2 separate regions of the Mus musculus genome follow, and region 1 is linked to region 2. The links are chromatin contacts, called in public Hi-C maps. All regions are on one chromosome and are shown on one strand. Each heading gives the region's core, a stretch centred on a gene start, on an enhancer-like site or on the middle of the called end of the contact. The rest is flanking DNA. Distances are from core to core; before and after follow the strand shown.

Region 1 (5,663 bases), core at 368-2,867, 1.0 Mb after region 2:
GTGTGTGTGTGTGTGTGTGTGTGTGTGTGTGTGTGAGAGAGAGAGAGAGAGAGAGAGAGAGAGAGAGAGAGAGAGAGAGAGACCATGAAAGGTAGCCTTGTTCCTGGTTGAACTAAAGCTGGAAACCACTGTGATCCTAAAGGAGATGAAAGGCGTGTTTCACCGGTTCCTGCACACCAGGTCCCTGTCACTAGTCTCGGCCCCCCATAGATTTGTGCCCATCAGTCACTTAGGGGCAACGCTCCAAGCCCCTCCACAGGTAGAGGATTTGAAGTGTGGTCACATAGGTTCAAGACAGATCTCTATTTTTATGAGGTACCTAAAGGTTGGGGGACGTAGGCAATAAGCTTTCCTTCCCAGACACTCTTCCCTGCAAAAAGGTATTTAACCTCAGGTCCACCCTGAGAAGTGGGGTACACAGTCTTACTCATCCACTTTCCGCCATGACAATAAATGTCTTAAAACCATGGACTTCCTCTTTTCTTCATGATCCGCCTTGGGGAGCCATGGAGAAGGCCTTTGCCTACAGAGCGGCTGTCTAATCTGTAGAAGGCCTCTCTATGCTCCAAGCCAAGATCGAGCCCAAACTCAAGCCTACTTTTGCAGTCAAGCCAAGAACTTTCCTCGTGGGACCAGCTGGAGCTCCTCCTAACCCCACAACACACAAGCACACACACACACACACACACACACCGCCCTCGGGCCAGATCCAACCAGAGGGTCCCCACTCCATTCTCAGCTTTTCCAAGGCTTCCATAGGTGCCTGGGTGTCTGTGAGCCTGAGAACCAGACAGCCCCAGCCTTGGCCTCCTCACAGGCCTGGGGACCCTGAGCCTGCTCCAGCTCTCAGACTGCAATTCCCCACCTCCAGAGTTGTGTCCCTGGGCTGCCCTACAGCCCAGCCCTGTAGCAGAGCAGACTCGGGACCCCATAACCCTACGTGTGTGTGTGTGTGTGTGTGTGTGTGTGTGTGTGTGTGTGTGTGTGAAGATCTCATACTATATATAGTCCAGATTGACCTCAAACTCACAGTGATCCTCCTGCCTCAGCCTCTCAAGGGTTGGAACTACAGGTGTGTACCACCATACTCAGCTGAGGGGCAGTTTTTCCTTTTCTTATTCAGTGACAGATAAAAGCAACTGGGGGCAACTGAGATTTGTGTAACTCAGCGCTACTTCATTGCGATTTGAATGTGAAATGTCTTGCATAAACATCTGTATTCAGACGGGTCTCAGCAGGAGGCGTTTGGAGAGGTTATGGAACAACCAGACTGTGAGGTTTCGCTGGATGAAATCCATCTGGGGGGGGGGGGCTGGGGGGGGCCTTTGACGTGTTACAGCCAAGTTTCACTTTCTGTTCTTTCTGTGTTCTGCTTTGCAATGCCAGGAGCACTGAGCATGCGCAGCTACGATGTAGTCCCTGTAACCTCTGGATGGGTTAAACACTTTCTCTCTGCCTTTGTTTTTTTATCAGAGTATTTTATCACAGCAATGGAAGGAGATATCGGTCTTACAGATTGAGGACACCGAGGCTCAGAGAAACAGGTTAGGAGACCCGTCCATGGCCTCATGGCCTCTATCTGTACTTGAAATGGGCTACGCTTGCTTCCAGAGAGGCAGCAGGAGGAGAGCTATCCTTCAGGGTGGGGAGTGTCTGCTCTTCAGGCAAGCCTGAGAGGAAGAGGACATCGCAAGACTGCACGCAGGCTGGTGAGCTGCAGGGTGGGATAGAGAGTCAGGAGGACCTAGGGCGGGCTCCACATTGTCAGTGCTCAGCTCCCAGACTTCAACTGACTTTAAGACTCTGCCTCCAGCTTAGATGCAGTTGTTAAATAAATTATTGTATTGGTTAATGGCTGGATCCATCAGTCAATCAACTGGCTGATCAATCGGTTGGTTGACTTGGGGGTGCCATGGCACCTCTGTGGAGGTAAGAAAAGAACATATACTCTACTGTGTGGTCTCAGGTTATCAGCAAGCACCTTTGTCCACACAGCCACGTCCCTCGCCCAGATTCACTTTAATTCATGATAGCTGAATTGTCGACAGAAAACAAGCAAAACCCACAAAGGAAACATCCCCTGCAGATCAGACCAACTGTGACTGACGTTTCAGTAGAGGCTTCCGTAGTGGCAGCTGGAAGTGGAAGAATTCTGAACTCTGATGTTAAGAAAACACACTAAGGCTGGGCAGTGGTGGCGCACGCCTTTAATCCGAGCACTTGGGAGGCAGAGGCGGGCAGATTTCTGAGTTCGAGGCCAGCCTGCTCTACAGAGTGAGTTCCAGGACAGCCAGAGCTACACAGAGAAACCCTGTCTCAAAAAACAAACAAACAAACAAACAAACAAACAAACAACCCAAAAAACCCCACACTAAGTCCTGATCTTGGCTTTTGTGAATGTATGCATGCATGTGTGTTGTGGGATCCAACGACTGGACTCTCTCTGTACCCCAGGCTGGCCTTACTAGATGGGGATGCAGGCCTGGCATATTGCACTTTTTAAGGAAGTCTTAGTTCCTTGAACTCCCTGAGCCTCAGTGTGTTTGGTTGCAAAATGGGAACAGTAAGGACACCAGCCAGGAAGTGCAGTTGTAAATATTTCCTGAGGGTGAGGGGGAGCCTGGCGTGGCTTGTTCTCAGCAAATTGAAGTTAGGGTTTTATTATTGCTGCTGTGAGGTCATCTTGGTGATAGACAGCTCGGGACCTTTCTGTCCACACTGCTCCTGAGACCACAGGCATCATGTATTAGCCCCTCCTCCCTCTGCCTCCCCAGACCCCTGGGAAGGGCGGTGCCTGCTCTCTAGCGCCCCCAGGTGTTCATGATGGTAGTTCATGCACTTTGTTTTCTCCCTGTGCCTTCCTCTCGGCCAGAGATCTTGGGCTAAAGGATCAGGGCCAGGGAGTAAGTAAGAGCCTTGCCACAAACGGAGGGAAGGAGCGTTCTGGACTCTCCCAGGAGCTTCCTAGGGGATCAACCCAAGTGGTACTCCAAACACTTCCCCAAGCCCCAGGACTCCAAGATTCTCAGGTGTGCTGGCTCCGCGGCTCGGACCCTCTGTCAAGCTCCTAATTCAGTGACCTGTGAGTTCATCATAGAGGAAGAGGACGGGACTATGACGGTCACTCTCTGACATGAAACTTAGGGTTGTCCCTCTCCAACTCTGTTTATCTGAGGTGCCCACCTTTGATCTCCAATGCAAAGTCAAATGTCACCTCCTCCAAGATGCCCTCCTGGCTCTCGGACAAGCTCTGGAAATCCCAGAGGTCTTTTCACAAATGCACTAGAATTTGCCAGTCTGCCTATCCTACATGGTCCTCCCTCTCTTCCCTGACAGCACAGAGCTATAATATAGTAGACGCTCAATAAATACAGGCTGGACAAAGACATAGATGACTAAATGCCTGTTCCCGCATTCTGCTGGAAGTTGCAAGGAAATTATCCATTAGATCTTTGCATCTGCCTGCTGTGGCACAAGTAGTCTGAGATTAATGACAGCAGCCACAATAAAAGAAACAACATCCCTCCCCGCTGGACTCTTGCTTTATTGAGGCCTGGCTTACAAGTTGGATTTGGTATCCTTGTCTTTACTGCCCTCTTGTGGTAAAACATTGCTACTGCATCCAGGAAAGTTAGAAACTTCATTAAAAGCAAAGACCCTGTTTTTACCCCCTGAAGTAATGTTTTTAGAATTCCTGAATCAGTTCAAGCCAGGGTCCCACGCTCTGTATGCATCTGTGACCTTCAGTCCATATTCCCAAATTATAAGGGAACTGTAAGAATGATAAATAGGCCCAACCCTAAAACAGCATCATTATACACACCACATCGATTCTGGATTAGAGCTGTTGGATACTTCAGTGTGGCGGGGAAGGATGTGATAAGTATATAGCAAGTTTCTTCCAATCAAGACATTAAAATAACTGTAGAAATCTCATCCAAAGCAAGTGGCTGCAGATCACACCAACCATCCGGAATATACAAAGAAGGAGACTGAGATTCATGTAGTCTAACTCCCAAAGTTTGGAGCCAGACACTGGTCCCACCACACTGTCTAGTTGACTCTAAAAAGCTGCTTTCTCTCTGTGAATGCTGTTTCCCCAATATGGTTCAGCTGGAAAACCTGCTATACAGAGTTGTGACAGTAAGTGAGAATTTGAAATGACAGGGCCAGGACTTCAGGGTGCTGCTGGCATCCAGTGAGCTCTGATACAAACTAGCCATAACTACAATAAGTCCTTAACTGTCTGGTGCAGATCAACAATTGAAGGGAGTCAGATCTCACACACACACACCAGCCAATAAAATAAGGTGCTTGTTGATATGGTAGTCCATGATAAGTTGAGACAAGCAACTGTTAGAGGCTGCAGGAAGAGGCAAACATCCATTGGCTCTTAAACAAAATCTACTTCCATTTCTCCCTCTTCTATCCACGGTAGACATCACTAATCAGTAGTCTGCCTTTCTTTTACCCATGGCAGACATTATTCATCAATAACGTCTTCTTCCTATAACCGCAGCAGACATCACTAATCGATAGCTTCTGCTTACACTCATGGATACATTGTTAATCAGGACTTTCACGTAGACCATGTATCTATTTCAGAGTATACATCACAGAGGGCTCTAGGCACTTACAACAACTGAGCAGAGTGGGAAAATGTCAGACAATGGAAACTATCTTTCCAGGTCATGGCACCTGGGTAGATTAAAGCAGCACTGGGGAAGGAGGAAGGCATTTTAGCCAGAGGCAGTGGAGTCAGAAGAAGTGTGAGTGAAAAGGCAGATCTAAGAGGAAGAGGAAGTGAATTAAAGATGGGCTGGGTTATAGAGCCCTTGACAGCTGGCTTTGGAGAAGTCAGAGACAACAGGGAACCTCACACATCATTGGGCAGGTGTCTTAGTCAGGGTTTCTATTCCTGCACAAACATCATGACCAAGAAACAAGTTGGGGAGGAAAGGGTTTATTCGGCTTACACTTCCATACTGCTGTTCATCACCAAGGAAGCCAGGACTGGAACTCAGGCAGGTAGGTCAGGAAGCAGGAGCTGATGCAGAGGCCATGGAGGGATGTTCCTTACTGGCTTGCCTCCCCTGGCTTGCTCAGCCTACTCTCTTATAGAACCCAAGACTACCAGCCCAGAGATGGTCCCACCAACAAGGGGCCATTCCCCCTTGATCACTAATTGAGAAAATGCCTTAGAGTTGGATCTCATGGAGGCATTTCCTCAACTGAAGCTCCTTTCTCTGTGATAACTCCAGCTGTGTCAAGTTGACACAAAACTAGCCAGTACAATTGACCCCTTGTCAACTTGACACACAAACACATCACTAGTAAGCCTCAACCCTTACATTCTTATTCATCCCCAAGATCTAAATAACTTTAAAAGTCCCACAGTCTTTACATATTCTTAAAATTTCAATCTCTTTAAAATATCCATCTCTTTTAAAATCCAAAGTCTTTTTTACAATTAAAAGTCTCTTAACTGTGGGCTCCACTAAAACAGTTTCTTCCTTCAAGAGGGAAAATATCAGGGCACAGCCACAATCAAAAGCAAAAGTCAATCTCCAACCGTCCAATGTCTGGGATCCAACTTACGATCTTCTGGGCTCCTCCAAGGGCTTGGGTCACTTCTCCAGCCATGCCCTTTGTAGCACACGCGT
Region 2 (6,015 bases), core at 2,248-4,747:
AACCAGTTAGACAAGCAGCCACATACAAGTTGGGTAAATCCTGAAGAATCACGTGGATTCCTCAAGTGTAGTCCATGTTAGCCAACCCCAAATGTCTTCCTGCCACACAAGGACATAGAAACGCTTACACACTAATTAATTCACTCACACACATGTAGATATTTGCATCACTGACTTGTGCTCCTCTGCACCAGCTCTCCTAATAAAACCAGAGTCCTCACTGGCAAGAGAAGTCACTGGTGCCTAGAAGCCCAAGGCTTCAAGCTTTTGCAGATACAGTTGTATCGAGTAGAACCCAAAGATGATATGGAAAGGCACTATATTAGTCAGGCAGTGGGAACACTGCCCATGGCAACACTTATCTTCTGCTGACCCAAAAATTACAAAAGTCCATTACTCAACAAGTCTAACTTGGCTCAAGACCACTTTTCCTTTCCTGAGAACAACCTTCATAACTAAAAACCCGATGTGATAGCCACTCGTGCCAAGGGCCCCTGGGAGAGAGAGCTAGGAGAAAAGTTCCAGGCGACACTGTTCTAGGCAGAACAGGAGTGGAGATGAGCTCTTAAAGGCACACTGTGCCATCCTTTCTCCCTTAAAAACTTGTCATTTGTGGAGAATACTAGGGGATGCCCGCTGAGTGTCTGTCACTCAGGGACACAGCCCCACTATCTTCTAAATCTTGTCAGCCCCAAGGCATAGGTAGAGGGAGAGGGATAGGCATGGGGTTATGAGTAAGTTGTGTACAGTTGGGAACAGTTGAAGCTGCCTAGAAGGTATGTAGAGGCACACAGTACACATACTACTCCCCTATCCATGGTCTGACCCTCCCCACAAAGAAGTCTTACAACCCAGGGAACAGCATCAACAACACTACACACACAAAGTCTCGTCATCACCACTTGTCCTCTGTGGGACCTTGAAAGACACCTTGGTTCCTTGTTGAGCTAAGGCTTAAAACCCTGGAGATCTTGAAGGGATGGTAGGCGTTTTGCCTGTTGCCATGCACCAGGCCTGTCACTAGCCACAGCCCCCCATAGATTTGTGGTCATCAGGCACATAAGGGCAATGCTCCAAGCCCCTCTACAGGTAGAGGATGTAACCTGTGGTCATGTAGACTCAAGACAGGTCTCCATTTTAATGAGGTACCAAGAGGTCTGGAGGGCTTAGCTAATAAGCTTTGTGCCCACATTTCTCCCTGCCAAAGGTATTTAACATCAGGCCCACCCTGAGAAGGGAGGGGGGGACACAGTCTTACTCATCCACTTTCCACCATGACAATAAATGTCTCAAAATCATGGACTACCTCTTTTCATCAGGATCTACTGTGGGGAGCCATGGAGAAAGCTTTCACCTATAGACCCACCATCTAATCTTCCATAGAAGGCCTCTCTATGTTCCCAGCCACAACCAAGGCAAGCTCAAGCCTGCTGCTGCCATCAAGCCAAGAACTCCCACCATGGGACCACTCCTCCCTCTTTCCCCCTCCCCCAAGCCCTGGGCTAGATCCAGCCCACTCCACTCTCAGCTCTTCTGCAGCTCCCAACAGTGCCTAGGTGTCCAAGAGCCTGAGAACCAAACGGCCCCTGGCCTCATTGCAGGCCTGGGACCCCCAGACTGAGCTTCCCCACCCCCAAACCCTGGAGCAGTGTCCTGGGGCTTCCCAATGGCCTAGCACCCACCCAGTGACAGTGGTGGGTAAGGGTGGTCTAACTTCCTGCATCCTGCCTCCCCGAGCAGCTGAGCCCTGTGGCAGAGCAGACATGGGACACATAACCCTACACTCTTCCATCTCCTTCTCACTCTGGGGGACCATGTCTATATGGCCCCTTTGTGTAACACTGTACAGGCCATATCTGCTATCTCCCACTTAGCCTGGATCATACCAACAAAAATGAGATCCACAAATCTAAAGGTAGCAGCTTTGAGCTTCCCAGGATCTGAAAGACATACACTCAGTACTGGCCACTGCCTCCTTTCAAACATCTTTTCTGCGAGATTAAAATAATGGGCTGGGCGTGGTGGCGAACGCCTTTAATCCCAGCATTTGGGAGGCAGAGGCAGGTGGATTTCTAAATTCGAGGCCAGCCTGGTCTACAGAGTGAGTTCCAGGACAGCCAGGGCTACACAGAGAAACCCTGTCTCGAAAAAAACCAGAGAGAGAGAGAGAGAGAGAGAGAGAGAGAGAGAGAGAGATTAAAATAATGGGCAAAGAACGGATATTCATAGCAATGCAGTGCGAGTGTGGAGGACAGAGGAAACCTCAGTTGTCATTCCTTAGCCACTGTGCACCTTGGTGTTTGAGGCAGACTCTCTCACTGGCCTGTGAATGAAGATGCTTGGCCGTCAGATCCCAGCACTCTGCCTCACTCTGCCTCCGTGGGGCTGAGAATTTAGCACCACGAAGCCCTGCTTATTCCTACATGGATTCTGATGATCAAATTCAAGTCTTTCAGTTTGCGAGGCAATCACTTTACTGACTGAGTCATCTGCAGCCGCCACCCAGTGACTCCGGACAAGCGTGCACATTTGTGGCTAATCAAGACCCTTCCGGAGAAGATGGACAGAAATCAAGCATCGGGGTTCTGCCATGGATTGAGACGAGCTGAGAGGTGGTCTGTCCTCAGCCTGGAGACAGCAGATGGGGAGTCTGTGCATCACAGCCCAGGGCACCTCGGCTCACCTTGTATACATCATGGCTCTGTATCGTGTGGTCAAACAAGCTGTACAGGTCGTTGAGGAGCTTCACCACTTGCAGGGGGGAGCTGAGGGAACACAGCTTTGTGAACCCCACGATGTCAGAGAAGAAGATGGTGACAGACTCAAAGTGTTCCGGTTCTACAGACTTTCCGGCTATTAGCTGTTCTCCCACGAAGCTGAAATCAGAGAAAGGGTAGATGGGTCTTAACAAACTCATGCTTGTTTCCGCTTCCAAGGCTCTTGGCAGAGCCGACCCTCTGCAGCCCCTTCGGCTTTGGTGAGCTAGGTTTTTACTTATTAAATTTGCCATATAGAGGGACTTAATGACACGCATTTATTCACTTGGTGTTTTCTCTACAGAGATTTTTAAGTGGTGGCTGTAATCCGCAGGAAAGGGTGGAAATCGGGGACAGGTCACAGCCCATAGGTTGAGAACTACTGCTCTAGAAAGGTATGGGCCATTAATCTCAGCACTCAGGAGACAGAGGCAGGTGGATCTCTGTGAGTTCAAAGACAAACTTGTCAACACAGTCAGCTCCAGGGCAGCCATGGTTACATATTGAGACCCTATCTCAAAATAAAGAAAATAAATAAATATTCCCCTCTTCCACTCTTCTGGTGACATGCAAATGCACAAACATTTCAAAAGTAAATGCTTCCATCTGGAGGTCAGAGGATGCATAGGTGGAAAGAGAAACAACGTTGAAGCTTTTTTTTTTTTTTTTTTTAGTTGATGCCACAGGCACATTCTGAGCTAGACAAAGGAGACATGAAGCTAGCCTGCCATCTAGTGGCTATATCCTGTTACTGCATTCACCACTTTCCACATAAACCACACTTGAATTTTCTGTGGTTTGTTTGCCTGTGTTTTCATTAATAAGGTGAATCGACTTGCCAACTTTTGCACATACATACGTACATACACACATACATACATATACATACATACGTACGCATATGCATATATATGTATGTATATATATATATATATATATATATATATATATCCCTTCCTCAGTCCCTCCCTCCATCTCTCTCCCCCTCCCCCCCCCCTTCTCTCCCTGCTTGGCCCCCTTTTACAAAGCTTGATATCCTCTTAGAAAAAGAACAATGGAAATATGTTGCGTTAATTTTTTTTATATAAACCCATTGCACATTATCGCGGGTTACAATGTGCATTGCTATTGATATGCGGGTGAGGGCAGGCAAAGATAAGGCTAGAAGCCTCTGATTGGGCAGTGGGAAAAGAAGGCGGGCTGAGAGTTTTAGAGATGAGACAGAGAGGGACAGAAGAACAGAGAAGATCACAGGTAGCTATGAATGTCATAGGAAAGATGGATTAATATACAGGACAATTTGTCCAGTCTAGGTTGGCTCTCAGTTCATTGTGTGGGCATTTCGTGGGTTGAGAATTTACTGATATAAATCTGACTGATAAATTACAAGCCTCTAGAGTTTTACTGGGTTACAGGGATTTATGACAGCTAGCCACAGTGGTTGGATGACAGAAAACTGTGCAAACTGCGGGAATGAACCGCGGGAATGGAGCCGGAGAGTAGCAGGCGATAGCAAGGATTGCTTATTTTTTAATTATTACACACAACAGAAATATTTTTCCTGCTCAGAGACACTAAGACAGGGCAGCTTATCATCCTCGGGTTGTTTTTGGCCTGCCCAACACTGCTCCTAAATACCTTGGCAACATGGTAGACAGGAGTTTCTCCACCTTTCTTTTCTCTGCCACCAACTCGCGGGTCCGCTCCTCTACCACTTCCTCCAGGTGATTGGCGTACGTTTCCAGCTTCCCCATCATGCTATCCAGGATGCTCACGTGGCTTTAAAAGAACGCACGTGTTAGCGTGCTCTCCCAGGAACCATCGGACCACAGTGAACACACAACTCCTAAATACCTATCCCACAGAGACATTTCTTGCCTTAGTTAGGGTGTGCTACTGAGGACTGCCCGTGGCAGTAGCGAGTCCCCGGCCCTGAGCTGAAGCGGCGCCCTTGGTTCCTCTGGGCCTCAGTTTACTCCTCTGAAAAATGTACCTTGTGTGCGGTTTTCTTAGGATTTCTGGGCGCGAACGTGTATAAACTGCCTAGGGGTGAGTCTGGCGGCCAGCAGACATTCAACAGTGGACTTGGATGACTCGTCTTCACTTCCCAGCATGCTCCTTGCCATGGTCACAACGAAGCCAAAAGGTACAGACTGCAAACTGGGACATTTCTCAGACTGCCCAGCATGGATCTGCGGGACTGCATTCCAGAAATGCCCCCCATGAAGTTGCTTATGCTGCTCACCTTTTAGATGAGAAGACTAAGACTCAGGTAGGAAATACGTTTGTCTTAATGTTGGGATCATATTGTCTGAGTAAAAAGTCAAGGACATATCTACCAATCCAAGATACATTATGTTAGTTGGCAAAGTATACATATATTGAAACATTATATTTTTATACCATTAGTACCGATATTTCATGTACATTAAGATAATATAAAAATCAGCAATTAAAAAACTATTGTGACCTGGAGAAGAACACAGGCTTGTTATGTTAACCATGCCAAGTTAACAATTTTCTTTTAATTTCTTAAAAGATTTATTTATTTATTTATTTATTTTATGTTTATGAGTACACTGTAGCTCTCTTCGGACATACCAGAAGAGGGCATCAGATGCCATTAGATGGTTGTGAGCCACCGCTTGGTCCTGGGTATTGAATTCAGGACCTCTGGAAGAGCAGCCAGTGCTCTTTCCCACCGAGCCATCTCTCCAGCCCCACAATACCAAGATAAATGAACAAATTAGAAGTAAACACTTTCGAGCCAGGGTTCTTTCTGCCTCCTCAAGTTAAAGTTAAACATTTAATGTGTATTAAATATTATAGCCTCCAGTTCAGGAGTAGTGACGCGCACCTTTAATGCCAGCACTGGGGAGGTAAAAGCTGCCATGAGTCTAGGTCAAGCTTGGTCTACATAGGGAGGTCCTAGGGAGTTCCAAGCCAGACAGAGCTACGTAGTAAGAATGTGTCTCAAAAAAAAAAAAAAAAAAAGGAAAAAAGAAAAAAGATACTATCATGGGGGTGGAGAGATGGCTTGGTGGTTAACAGTGCTTTCTACTTGGTTGCCAGCATCCAAAAAGGCAGCTTACAACTGACTGTAAGTCCAGTTCCCGGGAATCTGACACCAACTTCTGGCATCTACTGACACACATACACATAAATAACTACTGTTTTAGATGGTACTATCAGCCTGATATGTAAGATGCTGGTACTGTAAAGGGGATTTGAGAGGTAGGTTCGATAACCAACTGCAAGG

What was found. Hi-C and Micro-C count contacts between places; a contact is called where the count stands out from the background.
Region 1: a Hi-C map of the N1E-115 cell line shows a contact between it and region 2, with 3 times the contacts expected there. The contact joins two enhancer-like sites. A contact is called at or near these places in 3 of 15 datasets of contacts at CTCF or cohesin (embryonic stem cells, large pre-B cells and pro-B cells), 14 of 484 Hi-C or Micro-C datasets (B cells, the Ba/F3 cell line, the G1E-ER4 cell line and 9 more) and 1 of 9 other capture datasets (embryonic stem cells).

What each region holds. Positions count from the first base shown.
Region 1 is chr19:56,252,139-56,257,801 of GRCm38.p6, forward strand. No RefSeq gene overlaps it. Among named protein-coding and RNA genes, the nearest start is that of Gm32144, 12 kb to the right of the region's middle. Within about 2 kb of position 1,618, at least 26 of the 459 cell types and tissues checked have an H3K27ac peak or open chromatin away from gene starts, as enhancers often do. A contact at or near this core is called in the N1E-115 cell line, where this site is marked.
Region 2 is chr19:55,203,469-55,209,483 of GRCm38.p6, forward strand. Gucy2g (guanylate cyclase 2g) reads right to left here. Exons shown (of 21, transcript NM_001081076.3): 16 at 4,395-4,535; 17 at 2,684-2,876. Among named protein-coding and RNA genes, the nearest start is that of Mir6715, 14 kb to the left of the region's middle. Within about 2 kb of position 3,498, at least 8 of the 459 cell types and tissues checked have an H3K27ac peak or open chromatin away from gene starts, as enhancers often do. A contact at or near this core is called in the N1E-115 cell line, where this site is marked.